Regions from separate parts of the Mus musculus genome. Here regions 1, 3 and 4 are each linked to region 2. Evidence: chromatin contacts called from public HiChIP or PLAC-seq and promoter capture Hi-C data. All regions are on one chromosome and are shown on one strand. The core of a region is the stretch at or near the end of the contact, and the rest is flanking DNA. Distances in the headings are between cores, read along the strand shown. Region 1 holds the start of Slc35c2 (solute carrier family 35, member C2). Region 2 holds the start of Ncoa5 (nuclear receptor coactivator 5). Region 3 holds the start of Cdh22 (cadherin 22). Region 4 has its middle 16 kb from the start of Cdh22.

Region 1 (7,459 bases), core at 1,568-4,067, 250 kb before region 2:
GTTTTGCATATTTTGAATGGTACCCAACAGCACTGCTGTGAGTCCCACTGCAGCCCCCAGGGCCACTGTGTCACTTTTGCAACTTGCCCACAGTACTGCATCTGGATTGATGGACTCAGCGCTCTCCTGGGGAAGGATATGTCCAGCGAGCTAACCAAGAGCGACTTGGACACGCTGCTGAGCATGGAGATGAAGCTGCGGCTTCTGGACTTGGAGAACATTCAGATCCCCGAGGCGCCACCTCCGGTCCCCAAGGAGCCCAGCAGCTATGACTTCGTCTATCACTATGGCTGAGCGGGAAGGGACTGGGGCCCAGGAGAGACACTGGCAGCCCACGCCACTTGTACAAACTCTGTAGTGATTGTGGTAACTACTCCTCAGAGCCAGTGGGACCCAGAGCTTCTCTCTGTCCCATCCACCAGGAGTCATGAAGTCAGGGCATGCTGCCCTCCTCAGCACCACAGAGCCTGGGTCGGGCTTGGAGGGGTGAACTCATGAGGCTCCTGCCTCCCGCTCTGCGTCACATCTGCATCTGGTACTGGACCTACTGACAGCCATCCCCTTTCCTTTCAAGTCTCCTCTCTGGTTTGTTGGAGAGCCCATGTGGGCCAAAGCTGGTCCATGAAAGGCTGACCATGGGGGCAAGAGGCCTGGGGAGCTCGGTGAGAGCCTCGGAGTGACTGTCTTCAGGTGGCTCAGGCAAGAACAGGCCTTGAGCTCCTGCTTAATAGGTCTCTGAGGGCTCATCCCAGCCTCGTCCTGTGCCTCATGCTGCTGCCTCTGGGGTTTGGCCCTACCATGTCTAGTCTCTAGAGACACCCGTCTCTCTTGTCCTTGCAGGTATCAGGACAGGTAGTAATTTTGCCCCAAGCCCTCAGCCTCATCCTGGCCAGGCAGAGGCCTCCAGCCTGAGTCCTGCTCTCTTAGGCTTTAGGAATGAACACTGCAGGGAAAGGCAGGCTGAGGCCTCTGGCTCCCCCTACCCCTCCAGTCCTCTCTCTTCCTTGCTGAGGCACAATATTCCCATGCCCCCTCAGTTACAGGCCCCTCCGTTTGCTTCCCTCCTGCCTCAGACAGGGGTGTTGCCTTCCCTTTCTCCCCTTCCTGGCGCTGTGGTTTGTGCCATTAGCCATGATTTCACAGCGGCTGGGGCCACAGCTGTGCCACGGCCTTCATTGGTGCTGCAGCACTGGAAGCCCACGCGCACAGCCTCTTTCCTTGGACGCATGTTACCATGGTGGTATTCAGTACTGGTAGCCTGGCATGGTGGGTACTACCCAGTGAAGAGTGTACTATATATTTTCTTTACTATAGGCCATACTTATACAGACATGTATATATATTTATATAAGATCTTCCTATCTTAGGATAGAATGTTTAAGGGAAAATAAAATCAAGAACAAAACTGTAGTGCTCTCAGTCATGAGCTGTGAGTGTAACCAGAGAGCAGCCAGGAGCTTCCTGTCAGTGATGTGTTTTCAATAAATACTCTTTCATGTAGACTGCTTCCTATCCACACCTCTTCCTCTGCACTTATTCCCTGTCCCAAGGGTGAGGAGCGGCCTGACAGCCTTCATTTCAGTGTGCCTGGGAGCATGTGGAGAGCTCCCAGCCACTCTGAGAGCATCTCCCTCTCCCCTCATCTCTCCTGCTCTTGTCATGCGCAAACTACTCACACCTGCTGGCTAAGGATGCTCACAGCTTGTGCTACAGGACAGAGCGTTTTCTGCTCAGTCGTGCTGGGTACAACGTGGAAAGGCATACTGTACACCCCCAAGAACCCATCCTCCCTTTTTCCCCTGCCAGGGACACAGCCAGGGAACAGCTCGAGTACTTGTGCCTTTCAAAGAAGACATGTTCCGCACCCCGCATGTTGCCTGCAGTTAGTGCCCAGCTTGCCAGCTGGTGCTTTAAGCTGGTGCTCCCATCAGCAGCCTTGGTAGCTGGGAGGTTTGAATGAAGGCAGTGATGAAAATAGATACTTCCCCTTGCCTCAGTCAGAAGGGGGTGAGGACAGGCGCTTTCAGAAGGCATAGAAAGTGCATGCAACGCAGGCTTTGAGGGCTGAACGAAGCCAAGACCTTGGGCTGCGATGGGCACCATTGTAGGTCTCAGGAAGCATTGAATCAACGAATGCTTTCGTGATGCCAGCTGGCAACAGCCTACAGCAGCAGTGTGCACAAAGCACAGCTTACACGCTGGCCTTGAGCCTTCTGCTAGGAGCCAGGAGCCCAGCCAAGTCATGTGCAAGGATTCCTGTTTGCAGCCAGTCCTAGTAGAGCCCGGATGAGCAGACGCCGAGAACTGGGCCAGCTCGGGTCTGCAGCCCTAGCTTGCATGGCTTAGAGGTTATCTTGCCCACATACTCTGTACCTGAAATGAGTCAAATCCAGGTGTGCTAAATTGGTGTTCTGCGGCCACTGTAACCTGCTTCCCTGGGCTCCCGGTAAGACTAGATCCTTCTTACCCCCTTCCTTTTGGGTTCCATTTCCTCTGCGATGAACTTCACGTACTCAGCCTATTGAATAATTCTCACAAATTTATAGGCATACGCAATGTCACAAAGTGTCCATTATCACTTTGCCAGGACGTTTTACTAATAAAATTTAATGGTTGTCATGTCATTTCCCTGCTGCTTGAAGTCCCTGAAGAAATAAGCCCTGTACAGAGTTATTAGTAGCTGTGATTCGTTCCTGGTGCCCGTTTAAGGGAAAGGTACAGAGGGACCGTGTTGGGAAGCTTGCTGTAGCCGCCTTAGAGATGCTCTGGCTCCGCCCACCCCACCGACTTCCGGCGGAAGTCTCGCCTCCTGAGGCACAGTGCCCACCTCGAGCTTCCGGCAGGAGGCTCCCGGCGAGAGCCTGGGCGGAGGTAAGTGGGCGTGTGGGCGGTCCCCTGCCTTCTCGCCCGGCCTCAGTTTCCCCAGCTTTCCAGTGGCTCTGGGCCCGTTCGCCTGGCATTCGCCGAGCACGTACGAGGGGCCGGGTCTTGGGGATGGGGGGAACCAGGTGGATACTGCCGAGCAGGCGCGGCAGGGACACGTGAGCAAACACAGTCGTCACGCGGTGTTAAGTGCCACGCGCAATGGGGGTCCTGGGGAAGGGGACCAGAGCAGAGAGCATCAGGTTGCCTTGCCGAGGAGGACGCCGGCTGATGTTCCGGGCACACGGCTGTACGTGGCGTTGCAGCTGGCAGGCAGGATCCAGGGAGAACTTGCGGACCCAGCCCCGGGGTCTCCGGTCTGTTGGGACCGGCAGTCTTAGTTTCTTTCCCTGATGCAACTTAAGGAAGGAAGGAAGAAAGAAAGAAAGAAAGAGCTTATTTCCCCCATAGTTCTTGGTGCTGTCCGTCGTGAGGAAGTCAGGGCAGTAAGTGCTTGAAGCAGCTGGCCACGTCGTTTCCACAGTTCTGAAGTATAGAATCTTGAGAGCCATCAGTGCCTGCTAGTGCACTCTCCCTTCTTTATGGAGGCCAGGAGTTCCTGCCCACAGCTACCTGGGTCTCCTCACATCGGTTAACCTGATCAAGAGAATCAATCCCTTCCTGGTATGCTCCGAGGCCCGTCTCCCAGGTGACCCTAGCTTCTGTCAGGTTGACCACACTAACCATTCCACCAGTCTCTGGCTCCTTGTGGACTGCAGGCAAGTGCAGGCAGTAGGTGAACGGAAACTGTGGTGTAGTGTGTGGTGGTGGGAGAGGAAGTGAAGAGAAGTGGGTGGGTCAAGGAATAACTAGAGGTGGACTTGACAAGGCAGGAGATGAGGGATGCCGAGGGAGGCAGCAATGGCTTCACTGGTGCTGACTGCCTTCTGCCAAAGAAAACAGTTGTTCGGTTGGCCGTTTCTAAGTGACTTGAGAGTCAGATGAAGACCCGAGGAATATTAAGGTAGCTCCTTGCAGCACCTTGAGGTTGAGCTGTCGGCTGGAGTTACGGGGTTGGTCGTGGTGGGCTGGGAATGAAGGCGGCAAAGAGAGGCTGGGCTGCAGCCCTCAGGCATCTGTGCTTACTGAATGAGTCAGAAAGAAGGAAGACTCCAGAGACTGTGGCAAGTTGCACCCGCTAGGTCTCTGAGGAGGAAGCTGTCAGTTTCGTGAGCAGAGCCACAGAAACCCGGGCTCTGGCGAGGTGACAGGGAAAGAGTAACTGCCTGGGTGAACAGCCTGACAGACTGAGGTAAGGGAGTGGGGCCTGACATTTGGAAACTTTGCTGTAGGTGACAGAATGACTCCTGCCATTCGCCAGTGCCAAGTGCTGCTCCTCGTGCCAGTGATCCCTCTGCCCCCCAAACCACACGGCCAGAGAAACTGAGTCAGATAACTCAGAGTCTCAGTTGTAGGGGACGCAGACGGCTTTTCTCACAGATCTCTGCTGTGCTCTGAGGCACTAAGCTGGACACCCACGTTCCAGCTGAGGAGGTAGAGGGCAGCCAGGTGCTACAGTGTCGCCCCACCCTGCGCTGAGGGAGCCACTGTTTCTTGGGGAAAGGGACACTTACTAAATTCCTTGCTTGGGTAGATGTGATTAGAAGCCTGCTCTCCATTACCATGGAGGGAGGGTAAGGCCCTTAGGAATTTTACATCTGTATAGCCAGTGTGAGGCAAACCGCTGTTTAGTGGGGACACAGAGTGGCTATCTGCTTCCAAGGTCCTTTCTGGTTCTGTCTGTGTGGGGGGATAGGTGACTTTCTGCATGGTGCCCCATAGAGGTGGGGAGCTAGACAGGCTCTGAAGGAAAGGGGAGACTTGAGCAGTGGACAAATGGCAGTATGGTGACCAAGGAGGAAGTGCGCCGAAGTAGGCAGGTTAGTACGTTGAGAGAAAAGAGAACAGGATGCCCCATATAGCATGCCCCGTGACTGCCTGGGAAGGGGCGGGGCAGCGGTTCTCAGGGAGGACTGCACGGGCTGCTCTGGAGTGTCGGAGACTCAACCCAGACCCTCCACATGCTGTGCCAGCACTACAAAGGGATTTTTGGACACAGTCTGGGTTGTTACAACTTGGGTTTGGGGACATGATGCTTGTGGCATCTGGTGGGTAGAAACAGGGATTTGTTAACAGATTGCAGCCTATAAGATTGGCCTTGTCGGGCAATCTTAGAGTGGTGGCACACGCCTTTAATCCCAGCACCTGGGAGGCAGAAGCAGGCAGATCTCTGAGTTCAAGGCCAGCCTGGTCTACAGAGCAAGTTCCAGGACAGCCAGGGCTATACAGAGAAACCCTGTCTTGAAAGACAAAACAAAACAAACAAACAAACAAAAAAGACTGGCCTCTTCCAGAAAGATTCAGTAGTGCCAGGCTGCAGAGTCCTAGAGAATAAGAGAATGTGGGTCTGGAGGTTTGTTTGAAGAACGTTTGACCCTGGGTCCCCAACTGTTTAGCAATATCCACAGGAGCCTGAGATTAGTGGCCCAGGTGAACAGGTCTAGTCAGCAGCTAGATCTGCCTCTAGAGTTCATGGTGACCAGAGCCGGCTGCATGCTGGGCAGGTGTCAGTGTGCAGAAAGCAGGTCAAGGTCAAGGTACCAGGCTGCCTTAGGCAAGTGGGGCAGGGCCTCCCTGATGGTCCCACCGTGCCTTTAGTCACAGCCTGTTTATTAACCTGGACATCAGTGGTGTCCAAACAGTAATGGGAAAGGATTGCTGGTGAAATAAGCTGTTTCCCTCTTGTCTATTTCTGTGGTGCTGGAGTCACAGTGAGACCACTGGTGAGTTCCTCGTGCTGCAGAATGCACAAGAGTGAGCCCACCATGAGGGGAAGCACACAGCCCCCAGGCCCGCAGCTCCAGGGCCGTGAGCACTGTTGCAAAGCGGGTTTTCCAGACTGGGAACTCTTCCACTTGGGCAGCACATGTGGTATTCTTAACGGTTTCAGTGTATGGCAGAGCCCTGGAAAACAACGGTTGCTGAAACCAGTGGCCGGCCCTGTGCCTTTGTAACTTTCAGATTCCGAATGCAGAATCCTTCTTAGCCTTTATAGTCCCTGCTCACTAAACGCTGGGCGCCTCCTCCAGGTCACCACTCAGGGTTCTAAGGTCCTCTAAAGATAGCCACAGTCCAGGAGTCCTTTGGGCAAAGCCCACAGCCAGCCCAGTTTACCCTCAGGGAGGAGATGTGATAACAGGTTCCAGAGTGCAGAGTGGTCTGTCCAGCCTGATCGGGGAAGAGGCCAAGCTCAGGGTTCTGGAAGGTTCCCAGAGAGCTGGCATCTCAGCTTGGTGGGGAGGAAGCACCTGTAGTACCCCCGAAGAAGCAGATGTCTAACAGTGGGCCAGGGCCCACCCATGCAGAGCCAGGCTTGCCCTGGGCACTCAGTGGTGTTGCTGGGCTGACTGACAAGAGGTAGTCTGGTTTGGCAAGCACCCCCTCTCTGGGAGTAGCCGTTGGAGACCAGGGCAAGGTATGGCTGATCCACCTGAGGTCCTAAAGACCTGAAATCCCATACATGCTCTCTGTCAGAGAGTCATCAGACTAAACGGGAACATAGAGAAGGCCAGGTGTGCATGCAGCCCTCTTGGAGTGCAACCTTATAAGCATTACACTAGGGGACGGGGTGTGGCTCACAGGGATCATGGCCCCAAGCCTCAGGCCCTGGGTTCTGACCACAGCACTAAAAAGAAAAAAGGTCTATCTACTCAAATCACACCCCTTGAGATTGCTACCAAAAAAAGGCTCTGGAGGAAGAGAATTTGTACTGAAGTGGCCGCATTGACAGGGATGGAAAGGTGGGTTGGGTGTGGTGTTCCCTCCGTCCCTTCTGGGAACAAACTGGCAGAGACAGACTAGACCAGATTAGACCTTGGACCTCCAGGCAGGGCTTTGGCCTTGAAGGCCAGCTGGGAGCTGCTAAAGGTCTGGAGCAAGCTGACTGATGAGACCTCAGTCAGCTGTTGAAAGGTCCCATGTAGTGGGAACACGTGGAAGACAGTTTGAATGTACACTAGAGCCTCAAGTACCTACCTGGATGGGGGTGGGACTCATGATCTCTGCAGTCTCATGGCAACCAGAGCTGGTCTGTAGCCACACCACCAGACCCTGCCTCTCTTCTCTCCAGCAGTAGCGCTGGGGACCTGTGACCGCTGCATCCAGCTAACCATGGGACCGTTTGGCTCTGGCCACCAGCCCCTTAGGTGAGGACTCCATCAAGGGCCCACTGCCCATTCCCCATCATGGAGGCCGAGAGGATCCTTCCAGCCAGGGGAGCTGCCCTTTGAAAACCGTGGTCGAGTCCTGCTGGTTCTCCCTGCCAGCCACCTTCAAGAGAGGCTCCTGTTCCTGCTGGCCCACGGATGGGGAGGTGGGCCCTGGACGTCGCCTTTGTGTGGAAGGCAGCTCTGACCCTGGGCCTGGTCCTTCTATACTACTGCTTCTCCATAGGCATCACGTTCTACAACAAATGGCTGACAAAGGTAACCAGACCTTGCCAGTGCAGGGACCGGCACTAAGGTGGCTGTAGTTGGTA
Region 2 (7,759 bases), core at 4,696-7,195:
GGGACAGATTCATCCTGTAAAAATATCCTAGTTGGCCGGGCATGGTGGCACATGCCTTTAATCCCAGCACTTGAGAGGCAGAGGCAGGCGGATTTCTGAGTTCGAGGCCAGCCTGGTCTACAGAGTGAGTTCCAGGACAGCCAGGCCTATACAGAGAAACCCTGTCTCGAAAAAATCCTAGCTGGTATGGCGGTGCACACTTTTAATCCCGGCAGAGGCAGGCATATTTCTGTAAGTTCAAGGTCACCCTGATCTAGATAGTAAGTTCCAGGCCAGCCAGAGATATATGATGAGACCCTGTCTCAAAAATAATGAATAAAATTATAATTTTTGTATATGTAAAATATGTATTGAATATACACATGCACATACACATGCATGCACACTCGCACACACACACACACACACACACATATATATACATACATACATATATACATACATACATATACATATATACATACATACATATACATATATGTATATGTGGTGGAGTGGACCATGTAATTATGGAATTTCCAAAGATAGCCCCAGCGCTATCTTATTCCGAGTGCTCTTCTCAGAATGGGGTCCTCACGCTCCTCCCATTCAAAGGTAATGGTTCTGTCTTCCTTGCTTGAAGCTGGCCAGGCTTGTGTGATTCTTCAAGCTGTCACACACAACGCAATATATAGCTCCTGTCTGGTTCTTTCAGCTGTTCTCTTGGAGCCCTCAGCTATGTGTAAACAGCAAGAGTGCCCTGGGGTCCCATGATGCCTGAGCATGTGGAGTCCTGATGTGGAGAGACTCTAGGGTGACGTGAGGAGAGAGACCTGGCCAGCCCACAGTTGCTCCACTAGCCCCTGTCCCTGAGGCAGCCACTAACTCTGAGCTAGAACTGCTGGGCCCGCCCTTCTTGATTCCCAGAAACCATGCACATGAAGGAAATGGTGCCTTCACCACTGGGTTAAACCTGGGACGTTCCTCTTCAGATTCCGTCTGTACCGAGCAGCCAGTTCTCCACTTGAAAGCTTCAGAGGGGCCATCTAACCTAATGAGTTAGGGTCACTGACAGAGGACCCTGAGAGATGCTGGCCTGTCGGGAATGCTCTTTGGTGTGTTATCTTTGCAATTTTAATTACCCAGCCCAGTAACTTGCAAACATGGGAGAGCTTTTTCAGATTAAAATGCAGACCCCTGTGCTGTAATCCCAACTTGGGAGGCTGAGGCAGGATCACTGGCTCAAGGCTTGGGTTGTAGAGGGAGACCCTGTATCACATAAAAGCGGGTGGGAGCAAGGAGATAGTGCAGTGGTTAAAGTCTTTGCTGAACAAGCATGAGGACTGAGTCCAAATCTCCAACCTTCACACAAAACCATAGGCATGGCAATGCACACCCATGATTCCCGCACACCGAGACAGACAAAAGAGTCCCTGGGACTCGATGGTAAGCCAGCCTAGCTAACTAATGAGCTCCAACTTCATTGAGAGACCTGTATCAAAACAAAACAAAAAACAAAAACAAAAAACCCCAAGGTGGACAGTGATAGAGGAAGATACTCAACATTGACTTCTGGCCACACACCCAAGAATGGGCTTGTACATACATGCAATGCACATATGTGCATACGCCACACATACCCCCCACATAAACATGGGCTTGAACACACATGCACATATATGCATACACCACACATACCCTCCCCACACACAAGCATGAGCTTGTACACATATGCACACATAGGTACAAACACACACAAAGGAATTCTCAGACTCTACCTCAGGTTCCCTGAATAAGAATCTCACGGAAATGGGGAGCCACTGGCTAACTGTCCTGTCTTCTTGTTGTTATCTTTCGCTTTTCTGTCTGATTATGGTCTCTTTACATGTCTCAGCACAGAGACAGCTAGGGAGCTGTATCTTTTGAGAATTTCTGACGACAGGGCACTGAAAGGATTAACCTGGCCATCTCAGTAGCATATACTCTTCTTAAAAGATAGTTCTTTTTAAGTGTTTCAAAAGTACACCCCATGGCTCTGCAGACAGACTAAACGCGTTCCATCGGGTGTAATAGCAATCAAAGAGGAGATATTACTGCATCAGCAGACAGCCAGGAACTTAATCCTCTTTATAGAATAAAAATATCATATGGTGAAGAAGAAAAGCAAAACTGGTACAGGGTGAGCAAGGCGAGGTTCTGTGTATCTATATATAGACCCCTGCACCTAGGAGGTAGAAGGGTCAGGAATTCAAAATCATCCTCAGCTCCAGGGTGACCAAGGCCAACCAAGCGTACCAACACTGGGCAGTGGTGGTGCACATCTTTAATCCCAGCATTCAGGAGCCAGAAGCAGGCAGATCTCTGTGAGTTCAAGGTCAACCTGGTCTATGGAGCTAGTTCCAGGACAGCCAGGGCTGCACAAAGAAACCCTGTCTCAAACTCTCCCCTCCCCCCCCCCCAAAAAAATGCACAAAAATTATCTGAAGTGTTATTTGGTGTTAAATAGCTTAAGGAAAGAAGGAATCTAATTAGACTGACCTGTGGCTTGTCAAAATCAATCTTAATTAAAAGTTTAATTATTAAAGGGCAAGAAGTAAGTCATGTTAAGGCTTACAGAAAAAATCATGTTTTCTACAGACGATAAAGTCTAAAGTTAAAAAAAAAAAAATTACAAGGGCTGCGTTTCTTCCCGTAGGGTTTGCCGGCAACATTTACCTCCCCATCTCTTGTGCCTTCTAGAAGCTGCTTGCTTTCCAGGATCAACTCCCCTCCTTCTCCTCCGACCCCCAGCAGATGCCCGAGGAAAGCACCTGCTGGAGGAAGGATTTATTACGCTCACAGTTACAGGGCTTCCCAGCCCATCACAGCAGAGAATGCACGGCAGTAGGAGCGTGAGGTTTCTGCTTCTCAAATTTTGGTGCATCAGAACTTGAAGGCACCAGGGATCAATCCTCACCTTCAGATAGCCCCTTACTCCCCGAACTTTCCACAGCTTCCCCATACAGCACCTCCATCTGGAGATCAAGTGAGGGACGCTTCATATCTAAGCTATCACCCTTCCCTTTAGCCCCTCCCCATCTCCTTCCATCTCTCTCTTCTGCCCTCTCCCTGTCTCTCCTCTGCCTCTGTAGCATGTCTCCTTCTGTGACTCTGAGATTCTCACTTCCCTTTAGAAAAACCCGTGCAACTATATGGGCCTACCTAGACAACCTAGGGATAGCTCCTACATCAAAACCAAGGGCATTATTCTTATTACCATGGAGACAGATTCACCGGTTCCAGAAATGAGGACACAGGCATCTTTAGCAGTCATTATTCTGCCTACCACAGTGGTTCAAAGCCACACTGGCCTAGGGGTGTGACAAGATACCATCTCTAAAATCAACAGTGTTTTGCCTTTAGCTTACGTTGCCCAGGCTGGCCTCCAACTCTTTGTGTAGTGGACCATGAACTTGTGATCTCCTTTCACCTCCTGAGAGCCAGGAGTATAGGCTTGCAAGACCACACCAGTTTCTGCAGTACTAGAGACGCATTGCCACACTTCCTGCACGGTAAGCAAGCATTCTGCCAACTGCCCCACGCTCCAGTCCATACCTTCATTTAACAACTGTGGTGGCTTGAAAGAAAACGGCCCCCTTGGGTTCATACAAAGTGGCACTGTTAGGAGGTGTGTCCCTTTCTCCTCCTGCTTGCCTACCCAATCCACATTAGAACTCTCAGCGACCCCTTCAGCACTATGTCTGCCTATGTGCTGTCATGCTTCCTGCCATGATGAGAATGGACCAAACCTCTGAAATGTAAGCCAGCCCCAATGAAATGTTTTTTAGTAAGAATTGCTGTGGTCATGATGTCTGTTCACAGCAACAGAAACCATAATGGAGACAATAAACTAGTTGACATGATTCCTAATTTTTTAAATTGAGAATGTATTTTAAGTATTTATTTTTATTTTCTGTGTATGAGAATATTGCCTAAATATTATGTCAGTGTACCACGTTCATAGGCAATGTTTGCATAGGCAAGAAGCCTGCAAAGGATAGTCTGAAACTGAAGTTAAAGACAGTTGTGAGCTAACAGCCTAGGTTCTCTGCAGGAACAGCAACTGCTCCTAACTGCTGGGCCATCTCTGCAGCCCATACCTTAGGACCTATTTTACAGAAAAAAGGGTAAGTGTCTGTGGATTTTTTTTTTTTTCCGAGATGGGGTTTCTCTGTGTAGCTCTGGCTGTCCTGGAACTCACTCTGTCGACCAGGCTGGCTTCGAACTCAGAAATCCACCTGCCTCTGCCTCCTGAGTGCTGGGATTAAAGGCGTGCGCCACCACTGCCCGGCAATCTCATACATTCTTATAATCATTTTTTACAACCGTTTCGCCTGTGTGTAAAGTTAGTTTCTAGTTACAGCCCAAGAATGACTTCTTCCCACCAGCACGCATCTCAGTGTGCAGCTACACACTCTAGTGCAATTTCTTCTTAGTTTGAGCTCTATCTTTCTGCTAGCCTCTACTCTCCAAGAGGACAGAAGGTGCTAAGATGTGCTAAGATGGTGCCTAGCACGTAGATACATATCAAGTCACAGTGTCTTTTAAGCAATTATTTTATAATTAAAAAGTTTTGAGGCAGGGTCTCCCTTGCTGGCCTGCAATTCCTTATTTATAGGCTGGCCTTGACTGCACAGTGGTCTGTCTGCCTGCTTCTGTCTCCCGAGTGTTGTTATTAAATATGTATAGTGATACCGGGCGTCGTGGCACACGCCTTTAATCCCAGCACTTGGGAGGCAGAGGCAGGCGAATTTCTGAGTTCGAGGCCAGCCTGGTCTACAGAGTGAGTTCCCAAGGCTACACAGAGAAACCCTGTCTCGAAATACAAACAAATATATATATATATATACAGTGACATACCAGATGGCTTTTGTGTTTTAATGCGTGCGTGTGTGTGTGTGTGTGTGTGTGTCTGTGTCTGTGTGTGTGTGTGTGTGTGTGTACATGGGGTTGAACTCAGGTCATCAGACTAGGCAGCACACACTTTTGTCCCCAGAATCACCTTACCAGCCACGCTTTGAGGTCTTTGTAGCAAATGTACAAGAAACAGTGAGTCAACTAGCAGAATGAATATAGGATCCGATGTTTAAAGAAACTGGGCTTCTCACAGTGTTCAAATCCCACAGTCACCAGTTTAGTTGGCCTGTATTGTTCAGGAGGAAGACGAGGCCCTACGGCATTTGAGGCACGAGGCGATTCATGTAGCCGGAGCTTTGATTCATGGAGAGCATTTACAACTGTAAATTCCAGTCCCTGTGACAAACTCTAGATTAAAAGGGGGGAGGGGGGACCCACACCTTTTTTACATGCTTCGTGGTCGACAGTAACGTTGAAGTCAATTTTTGACCTTGAATATTTCTCAAAGAAATATCTCAAGAAAAAAACCGTAATATATCTCCAGGAGCCTCTTGGCTCCTAGAGACAGCTAGGCAACTAATAGGATCCACAATGTATTTAAATGCAAATTTAAACCCAGCTTTTTCTTCACCTCTCTGCTCTCTTTGTTCCTTGTGATCAGGTTTGGGCACTGCACATTTTCCATCTACAAATGCTTGGCCTTTCGGGGCTTTAAGTTTTACAGGGATGAAAGTACTGGGGGACTTGTTCTTGTTACACAGTTATGGATGAGGAAAGGGGATCTGGAAAAGGGAAAAGCCAGACAGCAGTCCTGCGCGGGGCGCAGGCGTGGAGCGGGTCCTCCACTGAGACCCCGTTACTAGGCAACCGCTGGCGTTCTCAACCGCCGCCCCAGAACCACCGCCTCGCCCCCGTCGCCAAGGAGATGGACGCCTCAGCTCAGCCCTGCCGTAAACCCGCAGGCTCTTTACGACACTGCCGCGGCCGCCGCTGCGTGCGCGCCCTCTGCCCCTACCTCCACACTCCGCCCCGGCCGCCATTGCCTCGTGCCCGCGCTAGTCGGTTGGTGGCGCCTTTGTCCTACGGCGGGCAGGTGGGCAGAGGCCGAGGCGGCAGCGGCGGGCCTGAGGCGGAGGAGCGGCGGGGAGGCGGCCACGCCGGTAGCGGTGAGTGCCGGGGAGCGGTGGCCGTCCGCCGAGGCGTAGTACTGATGGGCAGGCGGTTGGGGGGGCGACGGGGACGCTGAGGCGGGAGGGCCCGTTCGACGCGCGGCCTGCTCTCCGGGCACGCGCGAGGCTGCGCATGCCCCGGAGCGGGGCGCGGCTGCCTCCGGCTCCGGTCCGGTCCGGTCCGGTCCGGCCCAGACCCGAGTCTGGCGGACCCAAGTAGGCGAGCGAGCGACTGACCGTGCGCTGAGGTGGGCACCGCGGCCCGTTTCGGTCGCAAGCTGCTGAGGCTTCTTTGTAGGATCGAGCACGCCCTGCACTCGAGAGTCTGTGAAGTCGCTCGCCCGGGGCTTTGGTGGGCGAGGGGAGCTCTTGTGAGTCAGTGGCACTGGAGGGCTTCGAACCCGGGTCCAGGATACCGGTCTCGGCGGCGGTGTCCAGGCGCCAAGCAGCCTAGGGAGCGCTGTCGCCCTGGGCGTATTCTCGAGATGTCAACTTGTGTGACAGCTCGCCCATTCTATGGACGTGGACCCTAGGCCCGGAGAACCGGGCGAGAGAAATTGTGCCGGAGGTTCGTACGGACACGGCGCCGGAACCTACTGGCTTCCCAGGGCCCTTCCCGCACCCCGGTAGCGGGTCAGGGGCTTTGCTTAGGACCACGTCTCCCCAGCTTCCGTCCCTCGCGCTGCACCTTTACAAGTCCGCCTACATCTGTACTAGATACCAAATGTTAAATGTTTTTCTTTAAACTGACTCTGACCCTCCCTCCTTAAATGCATTTGTTTAAGGCGGAAATTTTGAACCCCAAACGGTATAATGGAAAGCCAGTTATTTCTCTAACGCTCATAAAAAAAATAAATACCTGTCTATTAAAATAAACACTTGTGTCCTTGTTCCTCCTGAAGTTGTGCGCTCCAGGCTTTGGGAACCGCTGCCCTTGGAGTACGGGGTTAATTGTCATGTTATGTCTTTCACTGTATATGGAATTTTTCCCCCTGCGGCATTCCAGCTCCCATTGCAATGTCCCGGGGTGTCCCGGGATCTTCAGGGTGATGATAAATATTCTGAGCTTTCTCATTGTAAAAGGTTGTCCTTTAGAAGCGCTAATCTCAGGAGCTGCAAGAACCATCCCTCAGATGTACTGGGTGTGTTTCCTCGCTTTCTTACAGTATTGTGGTGTGGTAGCCACCTTGAAAGTTCATGAAAGGATGCTTCTGCAAACCCTGATGTGGCTTTTGACCACAGAACACTTAAACTTGTATCTGTCTGAGTGTGAAAAAGCAACTTTGTATCAACATTTTGGAACAAGGCTCTAGTTTTGCCTTGTGGGGATTGGAGACCACTTGACTGATGGTTAGCGTGCATGCCTGCCTTCCTTTTGGTTTGTCTCTTCCATTTAGCTCGTCTTTCCTCTTTCATATATTTTTTGAGCCCCTAGACATGCATTAGTCTCTACCGAAACATAGGAGACTGCTTCTCCTTGTATAATGTGCTAGCAAAACAACCACATTGCAAGACTAAATGGAAGGTATTTTTCTAGATATCAGCAGTTTCATGTCCCATTAGCTATCTGATCATAAATTCAGTTTTTAAAAAGTGTGAGAGCAGATTTACTTTATTTTCTGAAAGGAAATTCAGAAAAGCCAACTTGGACCATTCCAGATACCCCAGCACCAAGGGCTGTATGACAAGAAGTCTGTATTTTGGGGGGCTGACCT
Region 3 (6,945 bases), core at 3,202-5,701, 200 kb before region 2:
CCCCAGACCTCATACATCAGCATTGCTAACGCAGCCTTGCTTTTCTCTGTCAAAGTGCTGTTAAGTGACAGTGGTGGGATTTGAACCCAGTCATTCTGGCTTTGGGCTGGTGAGTTTGAACATGGTGAGATGTCATGTGTGTGTGTGTGGGGGGGGAGCAAATTCACCTATCTCTGCTTCCCAGAGCTCCCAAGTGCCAGCTGCCAGCCTGGTCTTGCCTTGGTCCAGCCGGTCCAGCCAGTAGCCCTAAGGCCTTCACTTCCTCCACCTTGCCTGCCCCCTGCCCCACCCTGTGCTGAGCTCAGCTTTGAAGAGCTCAGCTCACAAAGCACTAGGGCCACGGTGGGTGTCCCTCCACTCTGCCTAGGTCGAGGATCCCCTCCCAGGAGGCACTTAGATGAGCCCCAGTGCCCCCCTCCCCACAAACACCGCCTTGTGGGCTGAAGGCCCCATCCTGGCATTGACATTTCTTTGGTTGTTCATGTCACGGCCCTTCAGTCTGCGCAGTTTTACAAATGTGCTGGCGAGATGAAAGGCGCCGGGAACAGCGACTGCAGAGCAAGTTCGGAAAAGCTTTTAACTTCCAGCTCCCACGGACAAAGAGGGAGGGGGAGAAGGAGTGAGGGGGGAGTGCAGGAGGGAGGAGAGGAGATGCAGGGAGTGGGGGAGAGGAGGGATGAGAAGCAGGGAAAGGGGAGGAGGAGGAAAGAAGTGAGGAAGGAGGAGAGGAAGACAGGAAAGGGACAGGGGGAGGTTAGAGCTGAGTGACAGGGAGGAGGGAGACTTCAGAGGAGGGAACTTATGACAGACAGACAGACAGACAGACAGACAGACACAGAGAGGGGGAGCAGGAAGGATGGGTCAGAGAAGAGAAGACAGCCAAAGACACAGATTGGGGCGGGTGGGGGTGGGGCCAGGTAGAAAGGACAAGTGAGGACTCACATTCAGAAAGCATCAGAGAGTTCCCTGAAAGGCTGCTGGGGAGGAGGAGACAGAGACAGCATGGAGGGCGGCAGAGAAGAGCAGACAAAAATGTGTGTGTCGAGGCAACAGACAGACACAGGGACAAGCAGGATGACAGAAAGCCATGGGGGCTGTCGGTGGGGGGAGCAGAGAGGCAGGTAAGACCCTGTGGGGTCTGCAGTCAGAGATGGAGAGGAAGAAATGGGGAGAGGAAGAGCCTGGACCCGAAAGCACAAACACACACACACACATGAGCACACACACATATACACACAGACACACACACAAACATGAACATACACACATGAGCACACACACATGTATACACAGACACACATGTAAACATGAACACACACATAAATACACACACATGCCGGGTGGTGGTGGTGCACGCCTTTAATCCCAGCACTTAGGAGGCAGAGGCAGGCGGATTTCTGAGTTTGAGGCCAGCCTGGTCTACAAAGTGAGTTCCAGGATAGCCAGGGCTATACAGAGAAACCCTATCTAAAAAAACAAACAAACAAACAAAAAAACGCATATATACACACACAGACACATACATAAACATACAAGACATACATATAAACATATGTACAAACATATAAATATACATACACATATACACACATAGATACACACATATACATACATATAAACACATATGCATACACATAAACATGCATATAAACACAAAAATACACATATAAACACACATATACATACATATAAGCACACATATAAACACACACACACACACCCCTGTGACACCTGTTCGGAGGCACACTATGTTGGAACAGACCCCACTGTTCAGGCCCTAATACTGAAGCCCTGATGGTCAACTAGAGCTGACTTTGCCCTTCAGGGGACATTTGGCAGCTTTTATAGTTGTCACAACTAGAAGAAGGGGGTGGTGCCACAGGATTTAGTGAGCAGATATTAGAGACGCTGCTAGGCAGACTGCCATGCACAGGACGGCACGGTGACAAAGGATTATGGGTCCAAATGTCATGCGGTGGAGGTGAAGGGAACCTGTGTTCAAGAGAGGGCAAAGCCAGGGGTGCAGATGACTACTCCAAAGGCCATAATGTACCAAACCCCGCTGGCTCTTCTGATGGAATCTCACAAGTTCCTCCCAGAATAATCCCCAGCCACACCCCTCCCCCAAGTCCTCCATGACTTCATCCAGACCCTGGAAGAGCAAGAGCGATACTCTCCTTGTATGCTCACCTCATACATACTATAGCATAAAGAAACCTGGGATGTCCTAGGCCTGTTGCTTGCCTGGAAGCAACAGTCCCTGTCCCTTCAGCTCAGAGGCCTGAGGAGGATCAAAATCCCCACTATCGCCACTATTCCATGTGCACTGTGACTTTCTGCAAGTTTCACGTTTCTCAGTGCCCCAGCCTCCCTGTCTATAAATTTGTAGGTTGTCTGCTGTGTCAATCAAATGAAATAATCTACATAAAAATTAATAGGTAGTACAGGGCTTACTAGCTGCTGTTGTTACATTGGTGTCATCTGATCTGAGTCAATGCTGGGAAAGAGACCTCTATGACACCCCAAGATTTTCATGGGATCTCTTCCTGTTCTTGCCACCTACTGCTACAGTCAGAAGAGCCCTGGCTTACCCTCTTCCAGAGCAGAGAACCCAGGCAGGATGTACTAACTAATCCACTCTCACCACTTTGCCTGTGTATTCCTGATATTCCAAAATGTTTCCTCGTCTGTAAAATAGGACCGATCTGCATACAAGCAAAATCACAGCAGTTCTGACGATGGTGAATCTCAAGTGCTCCCAGAACCCAGGACGTGAGGCCGCCGAGAGGAGGTTTTTGGATAAGGGTAGGAGGCAACCTAAAGGGGAAGGTGAGATGTTGGGAGAGTAAAAGGTAAGGCTCTAATGGAGTTCTGGGGAGAAGAGACTTTGTGGCTTACCCCACTGTGTGCAGGCAAATGTGGAGGCTATCACAGCCCAGGCCCAAACAACCTATGGCCCTGTAATTAGGTCAGAGTCCTGAGGGGTCAGCACACAGCCAGGCCTGGGGCAGGGACAGAAAAGAAGGATCCACAGCTGCAAAAAGTGAGTCGGGGAGAGAGGGAGAAAGCAGAAAGTGTGGAGATGCATCTGGAAGGCCAGCCTCTGGTCTCTGAAAGCATGAAAGAGTAGAGGCTAAGAATAGAGAGGTTGGGGAGGAAAAAGACCAGGAGACTGCACAAAAGCAACGCTTGGGAGATCAATGAAGGGAATGAACCGAGAGAAGAAGGACTTAAGGGAGGGAACCGGCTGTCGAGGTGGAGAATAAATCTCAAAATAAATAAGAGTGATGGAGTTCAGCTGGAAGGACTAGAAATGCAACCACCCAGAGGAGACACCAGTCACTAGGGAGGAGTGGGAGAGTGGAAATTAGAGCTCCCGGTGGTGAGCAGGCCAGGGCGAGCTGGAGTATGGGTCCCTAGGGACCATCAGGAATCAGGGTCTCGGAGGGAGGGCGTTGTCACCTCTTTAACTCAGCGTCTGTTTTGCAGGCCAGGATGCTTGGTTAGGGGCAGATGGCAAAGACATACAGCTGCACGGTCACTTCAGTCACCTGGCTGGCACCCATGCAGCTAAGAAAAAGGAAACAGTCTAGGCAGAAAAGACATCGGGCATTGGGCTAGCTGAATTTGAGCAAGAACGGAAAATCTGGCTTTGCAAGCGTTTCTGGACAGTGGGGGGTGGGGGTGGATTTTATTAGCCTCATGCTAGAGGGCACGAAGTTTAGGCTGGACTGTCTTGTTTGCCTACTCTTTTATTCTGGCTGGAGGCACAGGACTTCCAGAGCTCGCTCCTAAAGAGGAATGACCAGCGTGGCTCTCTTCCCAGGACAACTGACCTTCCACCTGCCAGCAGACTCCCAGCCCCGGGGCAGGGGCTCTGTCCACCTCAATGTTCAGTGATTGTCTCTGAAGCCTCGGTCTGTGCAAAGGGCCTTTCTGGGCAGCCAGCCAGGGGTGGCCACTTGAGAAGCCCGCCTCTACCTTCGCTTGCACCCCCTTCTTTTGAAGCCGGGCTTTCATAGTGTGTGGGGGAAGGGGGGCTAGATGCAGCGAAGTCTGGCCAGGGGAGTGGTGGGGACAGGGTCTAGTCTGCCACGGGTGCCTCGGGGCAGCTGAACCGCCAGGCAAGGAGGGAGCCCGCTCCCCTCCTGGGGGCGCTCCCTTCGCGCGGATCTGGGCTGGGAGGAGGAGAAGGAGCACTCCCCCGGGGGCTTTCCCGCTGCCGGCGACGGGGGAGACGGAGCCTCCGGGCCCCGCAGGCGAGGGAGGGGTGCGGTCGGGGCGGGGGCCGGGCTCCCCGGCTGGCTGCGGGGTCCGGCCCGGCGGCCGCCTGCGGCTCGGCGCTGCTCGGCGCTCCTGCCCGGCGGGCGCTGCATTCTCCGAGTCTCCACCAGAGGCTGCGGGAGGAAGGAAGGGATCCGTCCCTTGCACACTTCCCCCCTAGTCAGACACGCACACTCCCTCGCTCTCTCGCTCCTCCACACACGCGCGCACTCGCCGCCGCGGCTCCCCCTCTCGCTCCCGCTCTCCCTCGGCTCCTCCGAGCGGACGCCAGAGCCGGACCTGGCTGTGATCCTGCCGCTTGCTGGCGTCCCAAGGCGCGGACCAGGGTGCAGTCCGGCCGCTCCCCAAGGTAAGAGCGCGCGGCACCCGCGGGAGGACAACCGATCGCCGCTGGGGAAGGCTGCGGGCCGGGAGGGTGCACGGGCCGGGGAGAGGCGGGCGCGGCGCGGCGCGGGCTCCGGGGCAACAGCTGAAGCGCGCCCATCCCGCGCCCCCTCCCCGGCGGGGAGACAGGGACTTTCCCACGTCCAAACTTTCCCCGGCGCGGAGCCCAGCCCGGCCACCTCCCGGCCCGGGAGTCGCGGTCCCTGTGTCCTGAGCTCCAGGATGCCCCCGAGGCCGGGGAGGAAGGGGGTGTCTGCGCCAGGGGTGTAGGGCCGGAGTGCGGGGAGGGGTGGGGAGATGGAGAATCCAGCCTCTGTACGGGCCGGGACCCCGGCATTCCCGCCGCCCACCCCGCGCCGCCCCGGCTCGGCTCGCAGCCCCTCCCGGAGGCCCGGCGATCGGCGCGGCGGGAGCGTGTGCGCCGCGCGGGTGCGTGTGCGGGTCGAGCCGCGGCGACACGCGCGGCTGCGGCCACCCCTGGGTGGGGTGAGCTGGACAGGCTATGAGGACCCTTGTGGCCCTGCCGACGTGACCCCCTGCTCCCTTCGGCCGTCGGATGGCCGGTGGAGATTGAGAGGTAGCTCTACCCTCTTCATCCGCACACGACTCCGGGGACTCTGTCCCCACCACGGAGAAGGACCGGGCTTCACAGGCTCACGTCCAAAGCACGCGCCACTCGGGACTGACCCTCCGGAGGCCGGGGTGCGGAACCGGGAGGCGTGGACCTTGCGACTGTGAGGGCGTACAGGCTGCGGGACCCTCGATAGACACTATCCCTAACCACGTCTCCCTTGGCTCGGGACCTGACTTCGCCACTTCCGCTGTGGCCTGGTCGGGTCCCTGCCCCAGCTTGGGTGCTGCTGGAGACGACCCTGTAGGGTGCAGCGGGCGGAGCGCAGAGAGAGGCTGGAGTCCCCCGAGGTCTCCCCAAGCCGCAGAGGCACCCCCTGCTGGCGGGCACAGCAGCGACGGCTGAAGCCTGCGGGGCCCGGCCGGTTGAAGGCTTGTCCGGCTCGCGCTGCTAGGAGCCCCCTGCTTTCTCTCCTACCCTTCCTAGTCGGCGGCGGCGTTGGTCGGAGGGTGTGCGTTCCATCTGATGAGCTCCCTGGGTCCCAGAACCAGCAGGAGTGCTCAACTTGGCCAGAGTCTTGATTGTTAGTATTGGCTACTGCCTCTGCTTCTTCTCCTTCTGTCCTGGAAGCCTATCCATTATGTCCTCTGTCCCTCAGAGTATCTCCCACGCTAGCCCACCAGTGCCCACCCTGACTCTTTTTGGGATGTGGGGGCTTGGCCCGTCTCATCCTCAGTGTTGCCACCTTCTTTCACCCTTCTTGCCTCAGTGTCTGTCAGGTCAGAAGGCATCTTCTTCCCCAAGCCAGCCTCTACTCTGCGGCAGCAGGATTCCCGGCTTTTTCCAGTGTTCCCTTAAACACTGCTTGGGATGAAGTGGGGGTGTCTCTGTGATCTTCCTTCACTACAAGAGTACCTGTGCTCCCCAGCAGGTGCTTTACCAAGCTAGGTCTCTCAGCCTAGGACATCTGCCTCTGGGGCACCCTGTCTGATTCTATCTACCTGGGCTGTCCTCCTTCCCATCCTGAAGTATTTATTGGAGGGTGGGTTCTGGGGTCACAGGGCAAACACTATCAAAAGGCAGAATGGGAACCCAGACACCCTGATATCCGGGCCTCACCAATTGTATGCTGGGTGAGTGTGAGGGAAAATGGATCCATTTCTTGTCCTCAGACTGCAGGCAAAGCAGGAAGGCGTTTGCTTCCATGCAGCATGAGGTATTTAAGGTAGATCCCCAGAGCTCTCAGGGGGAGAAAGCTGTTAAGTGAAAAACTGTGGTGACCCTGGGTACATGTGTATAGTGTGTGTGTGTGTGTGTGTGTGTGTGTGTGTGTGTGTGTGTGTGGCTTGGTTGCTTTTGCACAGAGGCTGGGCCTCAGCCTCTTTCCCCCTCTGGGGTTCTCTGTGTCCGTATCCTGTGGAGTTCTGAGACTCCCTGTGAGGCCTCGGGCTGGAGATGGAACAGGGATCTTCACCACAGCAAAGTTTGGAACAGTTTATTTACCACACCAATAAAGGAGTTGGCCAATTAAATTTCCTCTTTTATCTGAGTTTTTCTCTTGTTTTCTTCCATCAGGAAAATCCATTGGAAATACAGCCCGGGGGGGGGGGGGGAATGAGTTTCTGTTTATGTAACTGCACCCTTGCTGGGAAGCCTAGGAGAGGGTGGGGGGCTAGGCTGAGACCCAAGCTAGGGTTATACCAGCC
Region 4 (7,164 bases), core at 2,463-4,962, 220 kb before region 2:
GCTGCGAAATGCAAAGCAGGTAATTTACTGCCAGCGAGGAGTGGAGCCTTTAAACTGTAATGGATTAACTTTCCCAGCAGCAGCCAGTCCCCCGAGGGAGGGAGCTGGGGAGACTCGGGCAGGGCTGGAGGACCACAGGAACCCACCTACTTTTCAGAGTTATAGGTGGGGTGTTCAGGTCCTGTGGATTTCTTCCCCCACTGCTCTGAGCCCGGAGCAAGACAAGGAATGGTAGAAGGTGGCAAAGAAGTGCTGGGGTAGCCAGGGACTTGGTCTGGAAGCCCATCCCCCAAGAGGGTAGGGAGGCTTAGGTGTCTAACTGCGCACTGGCTCCAGGGTCTCAGAAGCAACCCCTGAGGTGAACCCTCAAGAGCACTTTAGATGCCCTAGGACCCGGCAGTCCACAGCCCCACCTCTTTCCTGGACCATGATCAGTAGGGGAGGGTCCGATTACGTGAACAGAGAGGGGCAAGCAAGGAGGGAAACAGCTAGGCAAAACTGAGGCTGACACCCTGGCTGGGGCACCTTCACAGCCCCCCAGCCTCTCCTCAGATTGAAGGCTTTGGAAGGAGGCAGAAAGGGTCTCCAAAGGGAAGAGGTTACTGCTGTGTGGGCCAGAAGGGTGCAGGAGGGGGTGGAGGCTGGAAGGATGGCGAGGCCTAGGCTGGAGTAGGCTTCTCAGAGACAGCCCCTCCCTTAGGGCTCAAGACAGCTCTGCCGGTCCGGATGAGAACTGCGCAGCCTCTGCTCAGGGCAGGCTGGCAGGCCGGTCCCGGGGACCCCAGCAGAATTCTAATTTGCCAGTTATCTCTGCAGCTTCTCTGGCAATATTAAAGGGGCGACGTTCTGCAGTCGGCTCCCAGGCTAATTGGATTTGGGCCTCTTCGCTCCTGGGCAAAGGAGGGGCAGCCTGCTGGGGGAGGGGAGGCTCAAGGACCTAGGCTGGGACCGTTGTGAGTGGCTGTGGTCCCTGAAACCAAACACTTAGGTGACAGCTCTTCCCAAAATCCTACTTGTAGAGTGGCCTTGCTTGAGCCTTTCTCCAGCCTGGATCCCATATTCTCTGGTCTCAGTTGGTGATAATATAGCAATGCCTCCTTCCTCAGGTCCTCCTCATGGCCGAGCCCTCTCTAGGTTTAGTACCACACCCCAGGTCCTCTGATTCTTACAGCCCAGTGAATATGCTAAGGCCTAGTCAAGAAAATACTCACGGTTAGCATTTCAGATCTGTAAGGTGTCTACAGTCCCAGTTTTTAAAATTCATTTGTACCCAGACTTGGCCCCGGGTTGGGGTGTGGTTGGGAGCCAGGGCAAGAAGTCAAGACATATGACAGCCAGCAGCCCCAGATTTAAATTTCCACAGGAGCCCAGCCCGCCCGTGGGGCCCTGGTAGGTGCTCTTGCTTCTCAGAGTCGGAGTTGGATTCGAGTAAAGGGAGAGATGGTAATGGTTCCGCATGCTGGGCTACTGTGCTGCCCGAACTATGAAGAAAGCACAAGAAAGCACTTCTTTCTATGGACAGATTCTTACCAGTGTCCCAAGGTTGGAGTTTCCCGTGGGAGCAGGTCTGCTTCAAGAACTCAATTAAGCATAGAGAATGTTCTCACCCTTCAGATGGGGAAACTGAGGCCCACAGTCAGAACAAAGAGTGGCGGGGTCAGCTCTCAGCCCGAAGTCTCTTGCTGCTTCCCTGCCCCTCACCATCTCTTCTTCCAGCCTCCTTTTGTCCTGGACGTCCGTTTCTGTCTATCTGGGTATTCCTCCCCTCCAGGACCAGCTGACCGGCTGGCTGACAGCCCTCTCCCTCTCCCTCTCCCTCTTTGCCATCGTCCACTGATGGTGGAACTGTCCAGACTCACTGCAGAGAGCCCCCCTCTGGAGGCTGCTCTTGCCATGCGTCCCCCGTCCCAGATGTTAATTTTGCCAGGACTTTGATAAATCTTCCTGTCGTCTCCATGAGCTGGAGACATAGATTTCATCTTATTGAGAGGTGACACTTCTGCCCTTTGGTACGGGCTATCAATTTCAAGCAGAGAGCAACAGAGGACCAGCCTTGTGTAACCCCTCTGCCACCACCACAGCCTCTCCTTAAGCCCACGGGGCCAGCCGGAGACAACTGCTTAACCTGTCCTTCCAAAGTGGCCGGACCCCTCCAGGTCTGCATCCTCCATGGTTCAGTGCACAACTATGTGGCTGGCTTCCAGCCCCTGGCACCTGCCCGGCTTTGCTGTCCAGGTGGCAGATGGGAGAGGCTGGGAACTGGTGTCCAGTTGTAAGCAATGACATAGGAACCGGAGTTGAAGCGTCCAATCTTGAATGGCACAGGGATATGGGAACGGACATCCTCAGGGTTCTGCTCACCAGGGCACAGTAGTACCATGTTCCTTGCGCTGCCTGCTTTTCCCACTGCAGGTCCTTCCAGGGATCACTGCCCTAACAACAGGTACCCCCCCCCCCAACCCTTTGCTCAGGGTCCTCTGCTGAGGGATGCTCTTCCCCGGATGCTGAGCCCTTAGAGACCTGATGCTGTCTGGCTAGTAATAGAGGAGCCTCAGGAAGGGACAGGGAGCTAGATCAGGTACAGCAGCTTACCTAGGTACTTGGTATCCCTGTATAAGAAGGCTGACACCTACAGGATGCCTACTGTGTGACAAGGACCTTTCTTGCACCAAGATCAAGTTTCATTCAAGCAGCAAGCCTGCATGGGCTTTCCCAGATCTGCAGAGGTAAGAAAGAAGTGTTCAGAGAGGTGAAGTGATTTACTGAATGCCACACAGCCCAGCAAAGAAAAGCTCTCATCCAAATTCAGGCAGTGCCTGCCCTACCTCATCGACTCTGTGTCACTTCTCCGGATAATGAGTGTGTGTCATGGAGCAAGGAGTATTTACCTCCCAGCCATGGCTTTAGGTGAGGGGGTAAAACAATGCCCTTCCTGTTGACAAAACTGCGGGGGGTCTGAAGTATGTGAAGAGGATAAACCCCAGAGTCAGCTACTCCCTCCAGGGTCCGCTACTCCCTCCAGGTCCTGTGGAATCATAGGACATTGAGTTGGAGTTCTATTTCAAACACACCATTGTACAAACAGGACAGCCAAGGTCTCAAGGGAATGGCTATCACCCAAGGTTTCATTCCATTACCAGGGCTCGGGCACACAGCTTGTGTCTTGGTCCACCCAAGCCTCCCAGAGAATTACTTGGGCTCATAAGTAACTCTCAGAACTCAGAAGTTCATGGCCTTTTTTTGTTTGTCTCTTTTTGATTTCTTTTTAAAGATTTTTCTACATAAAATATTTAAACTTCTTGAGCCTTAAAGAGACGTATCTATATGGACTTGGGAGAAGATAGAACAGATAAAGGCTTAGTACCCTTAATATATAAAGAGCTTTTTCCAGTCACTAAGAGAAGGTAAGTTTAAAAATAGATAAAACATATGAGCGAAAAATGGCAGTCCAGGGCCAAGAGCTCCAGGTTTCCGAGGATTCTGAGGGCGTTAAAACTGTCATTCCTTGTTAAATAGTGCTTATTTATTATTAAAAGGCCCATTTATAGTGAGGGTCACACACAACTGCTTGTTAAACACTTTTAGTGTTGGGAGGTACTTATTTACAGTTACAACCACAGAGAAAGGTGGCCAATTGCCAGAGCCACAGACTTGCCCGTGGGGCCCACTTCCTGTCTCTTCTTCAGGCTATTGCCATGGTGAAATAGCCTCACAATTCAGTTCTCCCTTAGGCCAGGATGAGGCCACTAGGGGTAGCAGGAGGTCTGGGTCCCTCTGGTCCTGTCTGTGACTTGCTAGTGACCTGACTTGCTATAGGCCCTCATCTACAGGCTTCAGGGCTCTCACTTGCAAGATCAGTAGGTTGGCATATGACATGCAGGGTACCCCACACACCACCATGACATCCAGGATTCCTCACCTGGAGTGAAGAAGGGTGTCCAGCCACAGTCTTCTCTGTTCCCTCCTACACTGATGCAATCAGCTAAGCTTTAGCCAACCGAGGTTCAAGTACAGAACCCCGCTGCACCCCACCACACTCCGCCCCATCCCACCCATCCCTACCCATCCCATCCCCACCTCCATTTTTTCTTGTTTTGTTTTGTTTTGTTTCAAGACAGGGTTTCTCTGTGTAACCCTGGCTGTCCTGGAACTCACTCTGTAGACCAGGCTGGCCTTGAACTCAGAAATCTGCCTGCCTCTGCCTCCTGAGTGCTGGGATTAAAGGCATGCGCCACCACTGCCAGGCCTCACCTCCATTCTTGATCCAAGACAAATTTTAATCTACAAATGAAAAGTCGGACCCTGAGAAGTCAGGACTTCCAGAAAACTGGTCACCCAGTGGGCACTAAAGCCCAGGTCACTGTGCCCCACCCCCATTTGCTTCCTGGGGAGGAGTGGTGGGGACCAGGGCCAAGGCCAGCAAGCCAATTCTGCCTCCAGTTGTCCTTTGCAAAGATTCTCTTCCTGGACTCCTGGTGCCCCTCCCCCTTGGGTGGGTGGGAAGTACTGGCTGGCCAGTGGAGATTCCACAGTCAGCTTTGGGGGTAGTACAGGGGGTGGTGGTGGTGGTGAGAGTGTATCCCTCAGCCCTTCCCTGAATGTGCCTGACACATTCTTGTCCCTTTGGGTAGGTAATGCATGACTGTTCCGGGAGGGAACTCTGCCCACCCACGCACTTCGGAGCCTTTATCTATGGCTGCTCTTCAGGGAGCCCAACGGCAGCCCCATATGCCCCGTGATGGCAGCAAAACGAGAAGGGGTTCAGGGCCAATTCTGCCACTCCCTGTGTGACTCCAGGCCAGCGGGTCACCTCCAAGCCTCTCAGCAGCAGGACTGTTGTGAGGGGCCGGTGGGATGATGAATTAAAGGTATTAGGAGAGGCCGAGGACCGGGAGAGGCGGCCAAGGAGTAGCTACTGAAGCTATCTGAAAAATGGGATTAATAACACCTACCGTAGGCTTCTCGGAAGGGTAATGACATAATGCATCTGAAAGGCTGGACAAAATAGCAGGGGCTCATTTAGTGGCCGACCTGGGCCCAGACCAACAAAGGCTGTGGTGGCTCTGAGGGCAAGGGGGTCCATCCTGGTGACTTGAGTGTCCACTGCAGGCGTGACCCCTTATCAGCTCTCACCCTGACACCCAGCTTAGCTCAGGCCAGCCTGGGGACATGGGCCATGCTGAGGACTCAGTGTCCAGGATAGAGGGGAGCCTGGAGCTCGGGAGGGGGATGCTTTGATCGATACTAAGCCAATCTCCTACAAGATTAGCCGGGCCTCTGGATCCAACGGTAAAGAAAATCACTGGGCACACCAGGGAGATGTGAAAAATGCCGTAGATTACAGTTTGGGATGTTCCAAGTGAGAATAAGTGAGTCTGCGATTGTTTGCTGCAGTAAATAATTCATCCACTTTAAATTTCGTTCCTTCTCGCCAGCTCCCTCCTCCTCCCACCACCTCTTTCTAAGGCTACTCTCTCTCTCTCTCTCTCTCTCTCTCTCTCTCTCTCTCTCTCTCTCCCCCCAGGACTCCCACCCCTTCCTCTCTGTCCAGGGCACCTCAAAGCCAGCAAGGAACTCATCACACAAATGTTTTGAATCTGTTAATGACACTAATCGTCTTTCACTGCTAATTAGCAACGCTGCCAAAGAAAGTTCTTTGGTAATGAGGCCAAGGACCACCCAGGCAGGGCAGCCTACTTAGGGCAGTGTGGGAAAGGTTGTGACTGTGCTGGAAGCCAGATGTCACCAGGGGACACTTTCAAGACCCCGGTTGAGAACACAGATCAACTGTAAGACAGTTTACAGGCTCTGAAAAGGCTGATGGGGAGCACCAAAGGAGCACTCAGCGGGGAGCACCCACGAAGTACCCTGTCTGTGCACAGACAGGAGCTGGGCCTCAGCAGATGGTCAGTCAACAGTCTGAACTCTACTTCAACCTCCAGAGACTTACAGCTTGTGGAGGGACATGAATTATAATGGCCTCCCTCCCTCCCACCCTCCCTCCCTCCCTCCCTCCACCTCCCTCCTTCCCTCCCTCCCTCCCTCCTTCTCTCCCTTTCTTTCTCTTTTTTCAATGCTGAGCACAGAACCTAGGGCCTCCCATGTAATGCTAGGCAAAGTGTTGGAACTGGATCCAGCCCTTGATTTCTTTTATGCATTTATGCATATATTTATTTATTTGATGTGTATGTATGTGTGTATGCGCGCGCACGCAGGTGAATGTATTCCATTGCACACATGGGGAGGTCAGAGGTCAACTTTGCAGAGTCTGTTCCCTCCTGCCACCATGTGAGTCCTAGGGATTGACCTCAGGTCACCAGACTTGGCAGCAAGTGCCCTTACCCACTGAGACATCTTGCCCCTTGGCTTCTGTGGATAGCTGCTCACTCTGTAGCCTGACCTAGCCTTCACCCTTTGGCCATTCTCTTTCAATCATTCAGGTGTTGGGATCTTAGGCCTCCACCACCATACTCAGTAACAGCCAACGTTTCCTCAACAGTTACTGACTGACATGCACCTAAGAGCTTGAGCCCTTCACACCGAACCTCACGAGGACAGCACTTTTTTCTTCAGGGGTTTTGTTATTGTCTGCTTTTAATTTTTCCAGGTACTTCTTTTCTGTCTCCATTTCGAGGATAAGAAACCCTAGGTGCAGAAAGATCAATCAGCTTATCCCAGGTTGTCATAAGGGCACCAAGGCTACCTTAATTTCACCATGGCAGAACCAGGATGGCAACTCAGGCTGCCTAGACCTAGAGCTCATCTGTTTTAACCATAAGACCTAGCAGAGAGGAAAGAGGTAAAAAGGCCTTTTCAGTTGTGGGGATGGGCCTTGTGAGCTTGGTGGGGCACAGAAGTACCGTGAGAAGTCTCCTGTGGTTAAGGCAAGCTTATGGGAATAGCTGAGCTCTCAGGGGTCTTTGAAGGATGCGTAGGCATTGGCTGAGGGAGAAGCAAATATCTCTCAAAAGGATGGGACAGAATGAGCCAAGAGTACTGGGGTGACCTCAGTGTTGGAAGGCCAGGCATGGGGCGGGACTTCTGGAAGCTATGCAGAGGGCACAGCAGAGTCTCTGAGAATCAAGAAGGGTCCCCCGGGGCCACAGGCCGGAGAGGAATGAGGAACAATGACCTGCTGCGGTGACAGTCCAGGAAAGCACATGC

The links. Promoter capture Hi-C pulls out the DNA fragments that hold promoters and counts their contacts. HiChIP or PLAC-seq counts read pairs in DNA pulled down with a chosen protein or histone mark. Capture Hi-C pulls out chosen DNA fragments and counts their contacts.
Region 1: a contact with region 2 is called in a promoter capture Hi-C map of liver. The contact joins the promoter of Slc35c2 here to the promoter of Ncoa5 in region 2. A contact is called at or near these places in 24 of 39 promoter capture datasets (the 3T3-L1 cell line, the C10 cell line, the HPC-7 cell line and 14 more), 6 of 484 Hi-C or Micro-C datasets (CD4 T cells, the G1E-ER4 cell line, the N1E-115 cell line and 2 more), 17 of 115 datasets of contacts at active chromatin or transcription factors (the SCID.adh cell line, acute myeloid leukemia, differentiating embryonic stem cells and 11 more) and 3 of 9 other capture datasets (adipose tissue, liver and pancreatic islet).
Region 3: a contact with region 2 is called in a promoter capture Hi-C map of second pharyngeal arch cranial neural crest. The contact joins the promoter of Cdh22 here to the promoter of Ncoa5 in region 2. A contact is called at or near these places in 6 of 39 promoter capture datasets (the HPC-7 cell line, cranial neural crest, embryonic stem cells and 3 more), 11 of 115 datasets of contacts at active chromatin or transcription factors (acute myeloid leukemia, embryonic basal ganglia, embryonic forebrain and 5 more) and 3 of 9 other capture datasets (adipose tissue, embryonic stem cells and pancreatic islet).
Region 4: an H3K27ac HiChIP or PLAC-seq map of acute myeloid leukemia shows a contact between it and region 2, with 3 times the contacts expected there. The contact joins the enhancer-like site here to the promoter of Ncoa5 in region 2. A contact is called at or near these places in 8 of 39 promoter capture datasets (the C10 cell line, the HPC-7 cell line, cranial neural crest and 5 more), 5 of 115 datasets of contacts at active chromatin or transcription factors (acute myeloid leukemia, embryonic basal ganglia, embryonic hindbrain and 2 more) and 2 of 9 other capture datasets (embryonic stem cells and pancreatic islet).

What each region holds. Positions count from the first base shown.
Region 1 is chr2:165,283,196-165,290,654 of GRCm38.p6, reverse strand. Slc35c2 (solute carrier family 35, member C2) reads left to right here and starts at 2,817. Exons shown (of 10, transcript NM_144893.2): 1 at 2,817-2,871; 2 at 7,052-7,406. The coding sequence starts at 7,287. It overlaps Elmo2 (engulfment and cell motility 2), which reads left to right. Exons shown (of 21, transcript NM_080287.2): 21 at 94-2,624. The coding sequence ends at 294.
Region 2 is chr2:165,032,965-165,040,723 of GRCm38.p6, reverse strand. It overlaps Ncoa5 (nuclear receptor coactivator 5), which reads left to right and starts at 5,945. Exons shown (of 8, transcript NM_144892.1): 1 at 5,945-6,041.
Region 3 is chr2:165,232,243-165,239,187 of GRCm38.p6, reverse strand. It overlaps Cdh22 (cadherin 22), which reads left to right and starts at 4,451. Exons shown (of 12, transcript NM_174988.3): 1 at 4,451-4,633. Gm36748 (a long non-coding RNA gene) reads right to left here. Exons shown (of 3, transcript XR_375215.3): 3 at 6,274-6,945.
Region 4 is chr2:165,247,634-165,254,797 of GRCm38.p6, reverse strand. No RefSeq gene overlaps it. Among named protein-coding and RNA genes, the nearest start is that of Cdh22, 16 kb to the right of the region's middle. Within about 2 kb of position 3,712, at least 7 of the 459 cell types and tissues checked have an H3K27ac peak or open chromatin away from gene starts, as enhancers often do. A contact at or near this core is called in the HPC-7 cell line and acute myeloid leukemia, where this site is marked.